Regions from separate parts of the Mus musculus genome. Here region 2 is linked to region 1. The links are chromatin contacts, called in public promoter capture Hi-C maps. All regions are on one chromosome and are shown on one strand. Each heading gives the region's core, a stretch centred on a gene start, on an enhancer-like site or on the middle of the called end of the contact. The rest is flanking DNA. Distances are from core to core; before and after follow the strand shown. Region 1 holds the start of Irx6 (Iroquois homeobox 6). Region 2 has its middle 55 kb from the start of Mmp2.

The links. Promoter capture Hi-C pulls out the DNA fragments that hold promoters and counts their contacts.
Region 2: a contact with region 1 is called in a promoter capture Hi-C map of embryonic stem cells, with 2.5 times the contacts expected there. The contact joins the enhancer-like site here to the promoter of Irx6 in region 1. A contact is called at or near these places in 2 of 39 promoter capture datasets (both in embryonic stem cells), 4 of 484 Hi-C or Micro-C datasets (embryonic stem cells and nephron progenitors), 3 of 115 datasets of contacts at active chromatin or transcription factors (all in embryonic stem cells) and 3 of 9 other capture datasets (adipose tissue, embryonic stem cells and liver).

The regions. Positions count from the first base shown.
Region 1 is chr8:92,672,439-92,678,550 of GRCm38.p6, forward strand. Irx6 (Iroquois homeobox 6) reads left to right here and starts at 1,851. Exons shown (of 6, transcript NM_022428.3): 1 at 1,851-2,641; 2 at 3,616-3,864; 3 at 4,505-4,614; 4 at 4,773-5,077; 5 at 5,777-6,112. The coding sequence starts at 2,597.
Region 2 is chr8:92,769,166-92,774,880 of GRCm38.p6, forward strand. No RefSeq gene overlaps it. Among named protein-coding and RNA genes, the nearest start is that of Mmp2, 55 kb to the right of the region's middle. Within about 2 kb of position 3,341, at least 26 of the 459 cell types and tissues checked have an H3K27ac peak or open chromatin away from gene starts, as enhancers often do. A contact at or near this core is called in adipose tissue and embryonic stem cells, where this site is marked.

The DNA.
Region 1 (6,112 bases), core at 601-3,100:
ACCCCGGAGGTCTTATAAATCACTGGGAAAATCAATAAATCCTATAAGGTAGTTTCTACTTTGCAATATCACCAAGGGACAGGGCTAATGCTTTTTTTTTTTTTTACACCACCATCCCCATTTGTCTGTCAAAAAAATTTTCCTCTGCTTAGGGAGGAATAAGCAATCAAATTTGCTGAGTAAGTATTTCAACTATCTAATTTTATTACTTTACAATTGACATACCTTCCCTCTGGAAATGTTTGCAATTAATTAATTAGTAGTAATCTTTCCCAAGGGACTAACTTAATGAATCCTTTCCAATTCCCACTTTAAAAAAGAGGGAGAGAGCTTAGCAACATCCAAGCTATAAGGGGGTGATTGCTCCAAAGTGGGTTTTGAGAAATCAAGGGATCTATTTATTACCGTGACTTTTTACCACTACGTCAATCTGGCAACGACTATAATTCTTTTTCTTACAAGGACGCTCCCAGTTTAAAAGCAAGGTTTCACCAAGGTAACCATGGCCTGTGGCAGCAGCTGGATTTGTAGACTCATCTGTGGTTTGTGCCCTCTTTAAGCTCCTTGTCTATTAAACATAAACTGTGAGAGGTGAGCAGATGCTGAGCCTAGAGTGCCATTCTAAAGAGGTCACTGGGTGTGGCTTGCCAAGTCAGAGGCCAGAGGCAAACTTGTGGAGGGACTTCCTGCCTGGGCCCCCAACCTTGCCTCTTTCTCCTGGCAAGAACTGAGAGCTCTCAGTATCCCCTGGATCACACCGTCTCGAGTTTCAATAGAAAAATAAAACATTGTCCCTGAACAAACTCCGGAACCCCTAGAGGAGGTATAGTAAAGATCTAGGACCGTCCAAGACCTGTCAAGTGCACTAGCGCTGTGACAGGGCGACTGAAAGGTAAGGCTTTCTGAATTGCAAACCCCACCTGGTGCCGCAGCAGCGCCACCTAAGACCTTTCATCGCCAGTCTGCAAGCCCCTCCTGATCCTTAGACATGTCTTCGGAATGGTGTCAGCCTGTAAGTGTGCAAAATCTATAGCACTTGCTAACTGGCCACCCCTGTCCGGAAGTCTTGCAAGCAACCCCCTGTTTCCAGAGGCATCGGTGCTTTTTTTTGAAAAGCCAGCGAAGGAGTTTATTACACCATTGGGCCCAGCTGAGTGTCCCTGGCGCTACTCCCTCCGGAGCTCTCCTCTACGGCTCGCCAGCGCCACCCCAAGAGGAGTGCAGAGGTAGCCCTGGGGCCGTGAAGCCTTCGCCCCGCTTTCGGGCTTGGGGCGGACACCGCTGGCGGCACTCGGGAAGGAGCCAAGCCTGGCCTCTGGCGGAGATGGCCCAGACTCTTGGCTGGCAGCCTACAGATGCAAGGGATCAGACTTGGTGCGTGTATGGGAGCTCTCTTACAGAGGCTGCACCTCGATCTGGAGGGGGCGCTCGTCGGTCTAGCCCAGGGCCAGACCTCTGCAGAGACGCCCAAGAGGTCAAGGACCTGGCCAGGGCTGGGATTAGCCAACGATTTGGGGAAACTGAGACCCAAGCCACATCCCCAAGGACACAGATGGGCTGCCCGGGGGGCTTGATCAAAGCTGCTGGAGCTGGTCCAACCCTAAGAGCTCCCGGGACGGAGGGGCCAACAAACTTTGATGCAGAGGAGAGGCGGAGATGGGTTGTAGTTGGAGGCTGGTCCTGCGAGCCCCTGCTCTCCTCCACCTGCTCCGGCTCTGCCTCCTCCCAGCCCTCGCCCACCCCACTCCCCCCACCCCCCACCCCCGCCATCAGACTCCTCAGCTCTCCTCTCCCTCCTTTTTCTCCCCCCTTGCCTGCCTCCCCCAGTTTCCTCTGGGCTCTTCTTTTGTATTCTCTCCTCCCTCGCCGCCCCGCTTGCCTCTTGCCTCCTCGGGGGCCGCAGGGGAGGAGGCGAGCACGCTGCACCCTGGGCCCGCACGGCTCGCCGGGAGGCGTATTTCCCACTTCTCCCGGGGAATTTGGAGAGGGTCTGTGTGCGCGCGCGCGCGTGAGCTGCAGGCGAAAGAGGGTAGGATCTAGCGGCGAGTCGAGGGTCAGGGTCTTTGACGTTTCTCGCCCGTTGCACAAACCTCGCAGAGCAAGAACGAGTGTATCCGAGAGTGCGTGCATGTACACGGGCTGGCTGCCCTTGGCACACTCGGTGGCCCGGGGCCCCGGGGCCCGCGGTCCCCTCTGGCGGCCGGGGATTACCGTGACGTCACGTTGAGCCTCTGGCCACCTTGGACTGGGACACCTCGGGAACCTCACAGCCCGACGCTGCGCTGTACCTCACCTTGCCCCTGCGCGCCTTTGGCACCCTACTCCTTCTTCCTAATTCTGCCGCCGATCCATGGGCCCCTCTGCCTTCTGGAACCCACAGGCCGTAGGGGTGCCTTACCAATCGCAGAACTCGGCAGCCCCTCTGCCTTTGATTCTGCCTCCCGTCTCTCCCCTCCTGCCAACGAACTGGCGGCCAGCTCCTGCAGCCCTGTAAGAAAACCAGACGCTGCGCTGCGCTGCTGGGGTCATCGAATCACAGAGCTGAGCAAGGGACTCGAAAGGAAAGAGGGACTCAAGTCCCTGAAGACGCCCTGCTATGGCCTTTTCACCTTTTGGACACCCGTATGGCAGCACATCCCAGGTGAGTAGAGTTAGGGGGTGGGGGTGGCAGAGGCAGGCTAGAGGGATGCCCAGTAATCCCCGAGCTTCCTCTTCTCCTTGACCCAAGGGAAGTCAGAAAGAGCACGGACCGGGAAATGTGCCACAGCACCCGCTGACATCCTGATGCCAGTCTGAGAGCTTTCACTCTTTGAGTGCCACCTGAAACGCACTCTGTGTGCGAGGTGGGTGGGATCTGAGGGAACTTGTAGTCAGGGTTACCCTTGGACAGATTCGGTGGCCAGGGTACTCTCAGGAGAAAACAAAAGGACTTCAGCGCATTGGCACTGCACTGCTCATTTGTTGACCTCTGCTCCGATCCCAAATCCCACTCTTTTCTAAGCTCTCTACTTCAGCTTCCCTCCAGTTTCCAAACCAGGGCGTTGTGCAGTGGTGAGGCTTTCCTTGGAGAAGTCTGAGAATGCCCATCACTGTTCTCCATTATCTCCAAAATAGTCACACACACACACACACACACACACACACACACACACACACACACACACCCCTCTTGGCACTCAGTGTCAGGTTGACCTTTGACCTGCTGTGGGATCCTGGACCGGTCTACTCTGACCGTGAGTGGATTCCCTTTTAGTACAGTGGGGACAGGAATGACATGTTGGTGATGGTCTTGAAGGCTAACTTTTAATTCTGCCTTTGTAGAATCCCAGAAGGGGGAGAGACAAGGATTTGGTCTTATTTCCAAAGTTCCCCAGGACTGCGGAGCCCTAGCAATGTCCTGGGGGCATCTATAAGAGCAATTTGGGTAAATTGTCATCGAGAAATCCCTATGCCAGTGCTCAGCAGGGAGATTCTGCACCTGGTGGTATTTGGTTAGTAGAACAAGGAATAAAGGCATCAGGCAGCTTCCTTGCATAATCTCCTCTGGCTGCAGCCAGTCGATGGACCCTCTAGATTTTAAACTTTTAATGACTGACTCCTTTCCTGTTCTTGTAGTTTCTGGTGTCTGCAAGTTCCAGTGCCACTTGCTGCGAAACGGCCCCTCGGCCAGTGTCAGATGTGGCCTCAGCCTCCACCTCTGCCTCTACTCTTTGCTGTACACCCTATGACAGTCGGCTGCTGGGCAGTGCTCGGCCAGAGCTGGGAGCTGCCTTGGGCATCTATGGAGCACCCTATGCAGCTGCCCAGAGTTACCCTGGGTACCTGACCTATGGCCCAGAGCCACCCACACTGTGTGGCGCACTGGTAAGTAATGGAATGGGGCCTGGGACTCTTTGGCGAATATTGGGACTTGGGAGTATAGACAATCAGCATAGATGAGCTCTACTGTGACCTTGTCTGGGGACAAGCTAAATGGGACAGACAATGCTGAGGAAACAGCATAGTGAATAAGGACAAATCCTAGTTCAGAGCACTTTGCAGTTTGTAGAACTCCACACTGCTTAGGAAACATTTGTACTTCTTATACTTCATTAAGGTAGGTAAATCAACATGATTCTTGACTTTCAGGTGGGTAGTTGAGGTGCAGAGGTGTTCAAGTAATTTACCCAAATCACAAGCATGCATGCCAAGAGTCAGGGATATTTCTCCCATGATGATGCTGGGGAGGGCTATATGTGGTGAGGGACTCAGAAGCTGCAGCCATTGTGGTACTGATACTCAGTCACTGATTATTCTGTTTCTAGGATTCTACCAAGTACTCTGCCAGTATGACTGCCTTCCTTGCCTCAGTCTTAGTAAGGGAGAAACTGAGGCATAGAAATTAAAAAGCTATGCCCAGCATGGCATAGCAAATTCAAGGGGGTGGTGCTGGGGTATTGATCCCACATGGGTAACTATATCCTTCTCCTGTGTAGTCCTGACTCTTCTTTTCCTCTCCCACCAGAATCCTCAGTATGAGTTCAAGGATGCTGCAGGAAGCTTTGCCCCCAGCCTGACCCAGCCAGGGGCCTACTACCCCTATGAAACAACTCTGGGGCAGTATCAATACGACAGGTGAGAAATTTCGGACAGTGGTAGCTGGCTTCCTTTGGTCATCCCTCATCCCTGTGGATGAAGGGGAAGAAGTGTAACTACATTTCCGGGCCCCTGACCTTTCTGCTGGCCAAGCCTCTGGTTCCCCGCCTGGAATCTGAGCCCCTGTTTGCCCACAGGTATGGCGGAGTGGAATTGAGCAGTGCTGGCCGCAGGAAGAATGCCACAAGGGAGAGCACCAGCGCACTGAAGGCCTGGCTCCACGAGCACCGCAAGAACCCGTACCCCACCAAGGGCGAGAAGATCATGCTGGCCATCATCACCAAGATGACCCTCACCCAGGTGTCCACCTGGTTCGCCAACGCGCGCCGGCGCCTCAAGAAGGAGAACAAGATGACATGGGCGCCCAAGAACAAGGGAGGGGAGGAGAGGAAAGCAGACAGTGGAGAAGACTCTCTGGGATGCCTGAATGGTGACACCAAAGGTACAAACAAGTCACCAGCCCACCTGGTGGGCCTCCTTATGACATTAAACATAAGATCCAAAGCCATCTGTGCTACTACAGATTCTTTTAAAAAAGATGTTCCACCTACCCTTTCCCTGGGTGGCAGTGCAAACCCCAGGGCCTTTGCACTGGTGCCTCACAGGAAATGGGGTACCTCCAGCTCCAATGCTTCTCTCAGAAAGACTCCCCTGCCCCCTTCGGGTTCGGTTTTGCTCAGTTCCCATATTCTGCACTTTGTCCCCGTCTACCCCTCTAGAAGGTCATCTCCCCTGGAAGACGGTTGCTTTACTGCTGTAGTTGCTAAATGTTTCATGTGGAAACGATGCTCTGCACGCGTAAATATTTGCTGGATTAAATACCATGACACCAAGTCATCCGTGGGTGCTGAAGTTGAAAGAAAAACGTCCCTCCTCTTTTTATAACCTAGAGACTCCCAGCAGTGCAAAGTAACCTTCCCTTGGCTTAGCTGGGTCCAGGAGATCTGAGAGGAGGGGCAGGCCGGGCAGTGAGGGCAGTTCTTCCCCTGGGGCAGACAGACAGCCTTGGAGCTTGGGAGAGGGACAGAATGGTGAGAGAATGCTGAAGTGCCGAGCGCATCTTGCTAAAAGCCTCTCTGGGTAGGACTCTGAGTTTCCCTAGGGTGCTAGGCTTTTCTCACTCGCTCTTGGTTTCCTACAGATGCTACTGCCAGCCAGGAAGCCCGGGGGCTGAGGCTGAGTGACCTGGAAGACCTGGAGGAAGAGGAGGAAGAGGAAGAAGCAGAGGAGGAGGCAGCGGTCTCAGCAGCACGCAGGCTGGCGGATTTTCAGAAGAGCACGCAACCCCTGCCTGCTCCCTGCGCCGCCGCCCAGGAGAGATGCTTGGAGAGCAGAGAGTGCGGCCTGGGGCTACCCCGTTTCTCTTTTACTGAGGCCCCACAATCAGGGGAAGCTGACTTCATCACAGCAGAGCCAGGCGGCCCCACGATGATCTTACACTACCCAAGTGGCCACAAACCCCGCATTTGGTCCTTAG
Region 2 (5,715 bases), core at 2,091-4,590, 98 kb after region 1:
CCATGTTTGAGAAAATACATGTTATAGTGCAGTTAAAACATCAACCAAGCATAATCTCCCCATTATTTCTTCTAATGACAAAAGCAGCCAATTTGTCAATACCATAATCAATAACTAGTGTTCACTGAGCCCCCAAGTACTAGGTACCAACCACAAATAGAAAATGCTTAAACAAGACAGACAAAGAGTGCCTCCTCTCATGGAATATACATGAATTTGAAGGAGGACAGCAAACAAACAAATATATAACACCTTTACCAAATGATAACAGGCAATAATGAAAGCAGGGCACGAGAGTGGGAGAGAGGGATTGTGTTCTATAGAGAGGGCTTTTCAGAAAGGACAACTTTGGGCTGGTGAGATGGCTCAGTGGGTAAGAGTACCCGACTGCTCTTCCAAAGGTCCAGAGTTCAAATCCCAGCAACCACATGGTGGCTCACAACCATCCGTAACAAGATCTGACGCCCTCTTCTGGTGTGTCTGAAGGCAGCTACAGTGTACTTACATATAATAAATAAATCTTTAAAAAAAAAAAAAAGAAAGGACAACTTTGGAGCAGTTATTTGAATCAAGTGAGGAAGGAAGCTATGAAAAAAAAATTAAGAAAACTCCAGGTTGAGTAAATAGCAAGTGTAAGGACCTGAGGCTAGAACAAGTTTGAACCAGAAGGGCAGGGACATCAATGCTATAACAGAAGGCTGGACCAGGCTGAAAGAAGAGCATAAGATGAAGCCAAGGATGGGGTCAAAGCAGACCCACGGGGAACAATAGAGAGATTGGTGTGGTTTGAATATAAAATATCCTTCATCAGATCATGAACTGGGATCCTAGTTGCCAGCTGATGGACTTTGGGAACATGATTAGATTCCAAGGGATCTGTTCAAATGAATGAATTCATCCCTTAAAGGGTTCATAATGTGATGGATTTATTGTGAGACAGTGAGGAGTAGGAGGTGTGTCTATTTGGAAGAAGTAGTTTGCTGGGATATATCTCAACTGTTCCATCTTGTTCCCAGCTCCTCTGCCTTTTACCCAAGTTGGACATGAGATGTCAGTCAGCTGTTCTCCACCCACATGCTCCTGTCTCATGCTCTGCCTCACCACGGCCCAAGACTGTCAAGGATTGTGGATGAAACATCTAAACCACCTCCCTAAAGTGGTTTTCTCCAGTATTTTGTCAGACATGTGCAGCCTTTGTTCTACATCAACCTCAGACAAGATGAATTCCACTTGATGCGATGCAAGTTCATTCAACTCCCACGTGTTGAAGATGTATGATGACCACAGGTCTACAGGGAGGAGGTCTTGGTAGAATGAATGACAGCTTTGTTAGTGACTGTGAAGTGACAGAAAATGTGGTGGACATGCCAAGATGGTCCACTCCAACAACTTGGCTTTGTTTTGAATTAACCAGAGTTAAGCTAACTGTCTGATTTGAGCAGACAGAAACAGGGGAATGACTGAAGAAAAACTATTTAATAAACAAATGGACTAATTTTCTATGTGTGGTACTGGAGTTTGTACTTAGAATCTTGTACATGTTAGGCATGTGCTCCACTGCACACCTACGTCCTCAGCTCTTGGCTTTTTGAGACAGAGTCTCACCATGTACCCAGACTGTCCTTAAACTCACAATCCTCTTGTCCTAGCTTTCCAAGTTCTGGGATTACAAGAATATACCACCATACCTAGCTTCACGTTACTAATATAGTGGTTAATATAAGAATGGCCCCCATAGGCTCATATATTTGAATGCTTAGTCACCAGGAAGTGGCACTACTTGAAAGGATTGGAAGGGTTAACAGGTGTGCTCTTGTTGGAGAAGAGTGTCAATAGCATTGGGCTTTGGAGTTTCAGCCATATCAGACCTAGTCTGTCTGTTTTTCTGTCTGTCTCTCTCCCTTTCTCTCTTCCTCTCTCTCTAACAAGATGTAGTTCTCAGCTCCTGCTCCAGCACCTCCCCATAAGCTACCATGCTCCCCTCCAAAATGATAATGAACAAAACCTGTGAACCTGTAGGAAAGCCCCAATTAAATGCTTCCTCTTATAATAATTGCCTTGGTCACTGTGTCTCTTCATAGCAATAGGGCAGTAACTATGACAATGAGTAAGAGCAATGGTAATGAAGTGCTGCCCTAGGCCCTTAGGCTATGTGAACAGAAAGCACAACAAGGCTTTTTTACCTTTGTGGAGCTTATAGACAATATAAATTGCAAAAAACGCGAACTTCTCACTACAAGGAATCTTACACAGAAATCTGTGTGTGCTTGAGACTTTAACAAATGGATAGCCAACTAACAGTGAAGAATCATCAGGAACATGGTGGGAAGGTGATGGGATGAGGTGCTTTCTAGGTAGGGAAAACGAAACTGGAAAGATCCTGAACTCGAGTGTTTCGGGAAATACCTCGGCGGCATGGCTGGCCATGCACTGGTGGGCAATGGCCGACCTGTTTTTAACTCACGGAGACTCTCTGGCCCAGAGCTCCTGAAATGTCTCTGCCCAGCTCTCTAAGTTTTCACTGGCGGGTCGCTACCATGCCAGCCCCATGGTCTTTGTGGTACACATCTGGTCCGCGTGAAGGAAAACGCCACACAAACTTAGTTCAGAAACAATAGTAACTCTATTGCTGGGCACAACAACTAAAATCCTAACTTGTAAGCCTTATTAAATCTAAATCCACTGGTGGTACATCCTGACACATCCGCCATTGAAACCAGGAGACACTCATAATTACCTCTTGTCCTCATGTTACCCCTGTCCAAAAAAGACCTAATGCTCTTGCTTCCTCTCTTTCTTCATCCAACCCAGAAGTCCCGCCTACTCTCCCGCTGATTGGTCCATTTATTCATTTGGGGAGGGTCTCAAGAAGCCACCTGAGTAGGTGATTCTTTTTTCATTCCAGACAACCCCTCTAGGGAGAGCGGAATTAACATAAAAATACAAGCAGGGCTGAGCCATCCACAACACTCCAGGATTTAGGAGGAGATAGGAGGAGAGAATCATGGAAGGGTGGTTCCCAGCCCAGAGACCTACAGACTACATGAAAGACAGGAGGCTGGGGCTCCGGAGCAAATGAAAACTAGTGAAAGTGAAACTAGGGAAAGGCTGTGATGTAAGAGTTATTCTGACCTGAGAATGGAAGGCAAATTGGGAGAAAGAACTGAGAGCGAGTTTCGAGAGTGCAGATGGGAGCTTCTGCTAAAGACTGGTGGCGTTGAGTAGCTGCTGCTGCTGCTGCTGCTGGTGTTAGGACTGGAAGGGGAAACACGCTAATGCTCAAGACATACATTTAAGAAGCTTGCTTCTGGTAGATGTGCTCATGTGACTTGTTTCAGCCAATGAGCGGTGAGTAGAAGTGAGCCGCTATTCAGGGTGGAAATTCTAAAGACTGGAGAGTGACTGATTCTGACGTTTGCCTAGCGTGTCAATGCTGACAGATCGTTCATCCCAGCTCTCAGGGTGGAAGAGCCCCAGAGCAGAATTCAGATGGACTACTAGATTCCAGAACATGAGGCAGAATCATCAGAGGACCCAGAGATAGGAAAGTGTCCATGCAGTAGAATCAAGACAGCCTACAGAGACAAGACAGGGGAAGGATGTAGCTAGGGAAGAAAGTCGTGGGAGGTAATTGTCCTGAGTATCTATCTGCCTAGGGTTTACTTTCAGTTCCCAGGACAACTCAGCTTTGCTAATGAGCCTTCAGCTCCCAATAGCATCTGATGTTTTCCAGTATGAAGCAGAGGAAACCAAGCACACCCTTCTGCAAGCATGGTCTTGAATGGCAGCAAAGCACTTGAAAGAGGAAATAAGTCTCCGCAAGGGCTCCACATTGCTATTCAGCACAGATGGCTGCTTGCACTTGACATAAAGAGATTCAATTAAACCGCCTGGCCGCTGTTTCGTGATACAACCATCAAACTTGCTCGAAAGGGTCAAGGCATGATGGGAATATTTAACTCCTGGTGGCAGCAGAGAGTAATTGGAGCAAGCTGGACAATGTTTCGGGATCTGAAGGATGTGGCGATCCTTTAGCAGCGGGGCTCGCGGGCAAGACTGGCCGTCGGGGAATAAAGCCCGGAATGAGCTTGTGTAAGGAGTCTGGGAGTGTTGAACCCTCAGCAAAGGCAGACTGCAAAGCTCAGAAACCCCACTTGCTTCTGCATGGACCTCGAGGCTAAGAAAACTCATGTGGTTACCACTAACTAAGAGTAATCTTGGCACCTAAGAGGCAGAGACTGGAAGATCAGAATTCAAAGCCAGCCTTAGCTACACAACATAAACAACAACAACAAAAATAGACAAACACATCCAGCCTCTGCCTCCCACTCCGACACTACACACACACACACACACACACACACACGTTGTTGGCATTCCTTGTATAACCCTACTGCAGATGAAAGTGTTACAGGTCTGGAAAGCTCATCTGGATGCTGAGAACGAACTGACTCAGCCCTGCCATCCCCACTTCCTGTTTTCTATTGGACTATTCTATTCAGTCTGCTCTGGATGCCCTGATTACCAGAAAGGTAGACCAAGGTGAAAAAATAAAAATAAAAAAGAACAATATAGAGAAGAGAAAGGAGGCTTGCTTCAAGTGTCAGGGACAGAGATGACAGGCAAAGGACCTCAGGTGACAGGTAGGTATGCCAGACCTAAGGACCTACATACTGCTGGAGGCTACAGGAGGCGAAGCTGCCCTTCGTTCGCACTAGTATTGGGATGTACAAATATGTTACAGCCCATTTATTTATTTGCTTTGGCCATGCTCTGGCTTCAAACTTGGGGCTTGGTGGATGTCAGACAAGGTTTCTATCATTGAGCGACATCTGCAGCCCTAAAAGGAAAGAGGGTTCTGGAGCAGGGAGACTTGTGTGAAGGAGAGATAACAAAGGGGGAGACTCCTCTAAGTCACCCTGAGAAACTAGCTTGCAGAAGAGCAAAATCCTTCTGCTCTGCCCGCTGCAGGAACTCACAGACTCCCCAGCTCACTTCCCATCAAGCGTTTCCACACTCACTTTCAAGTTTATGTTGCTTTAGATACTTCTGCTTATTCTCCTAGGAGAGGACTGACTTGGAGCAGCCACCACTTGTCTCTGGCCTGCTCTGGCAGCAAAGCGAGATCCTTGAGTAGGCATGGGTATTATCCAGTCATGGCCAATCTTCTTCGAGTCCCATTTTAGCACAGAGAACCATCAAGGCTTCAGCCTTCTGGCCAGCATCCCACGCGAAGATGCAGAGCTCAGCCACCAGATCCATCTCCATCTTCTCTCTTCCTTTCCTCGCACCTACTTGAAAACTATTTCTAGAAGCTATGTGCCTCTTCCAGGCCTACCTGGGTCACTCTTGCCAAAGAAATTGTCATATTTTTTTTTTAGCTTGCAAAGTACTGAACTTTGGTTTTGGCTGCTCATGATGAGGCGGGGGCTGGCATTAGGTTGAGTGTGTGTTTTGCTACTAAGCTACAATCCAGGACCATGATAACTATAGTATTAGCAGCCCCAAATCCACGAGTCCCTCTTCAGAAGGATAACAAAAGCCATGTGGTCTTTCCCAGTTGCCACATCCTGCTTTACCTACCACTGAGCCTGCATGATATCAGGAAGAGGAAAGAGGCTCTTGGGAGATCCTACCTTTGCTGTCCACCAATCAGGCCCCATGTTTTTAGCAGAGGCCCTTTTACTCTCCAAAATTCTTTCACTGATCTCCTTA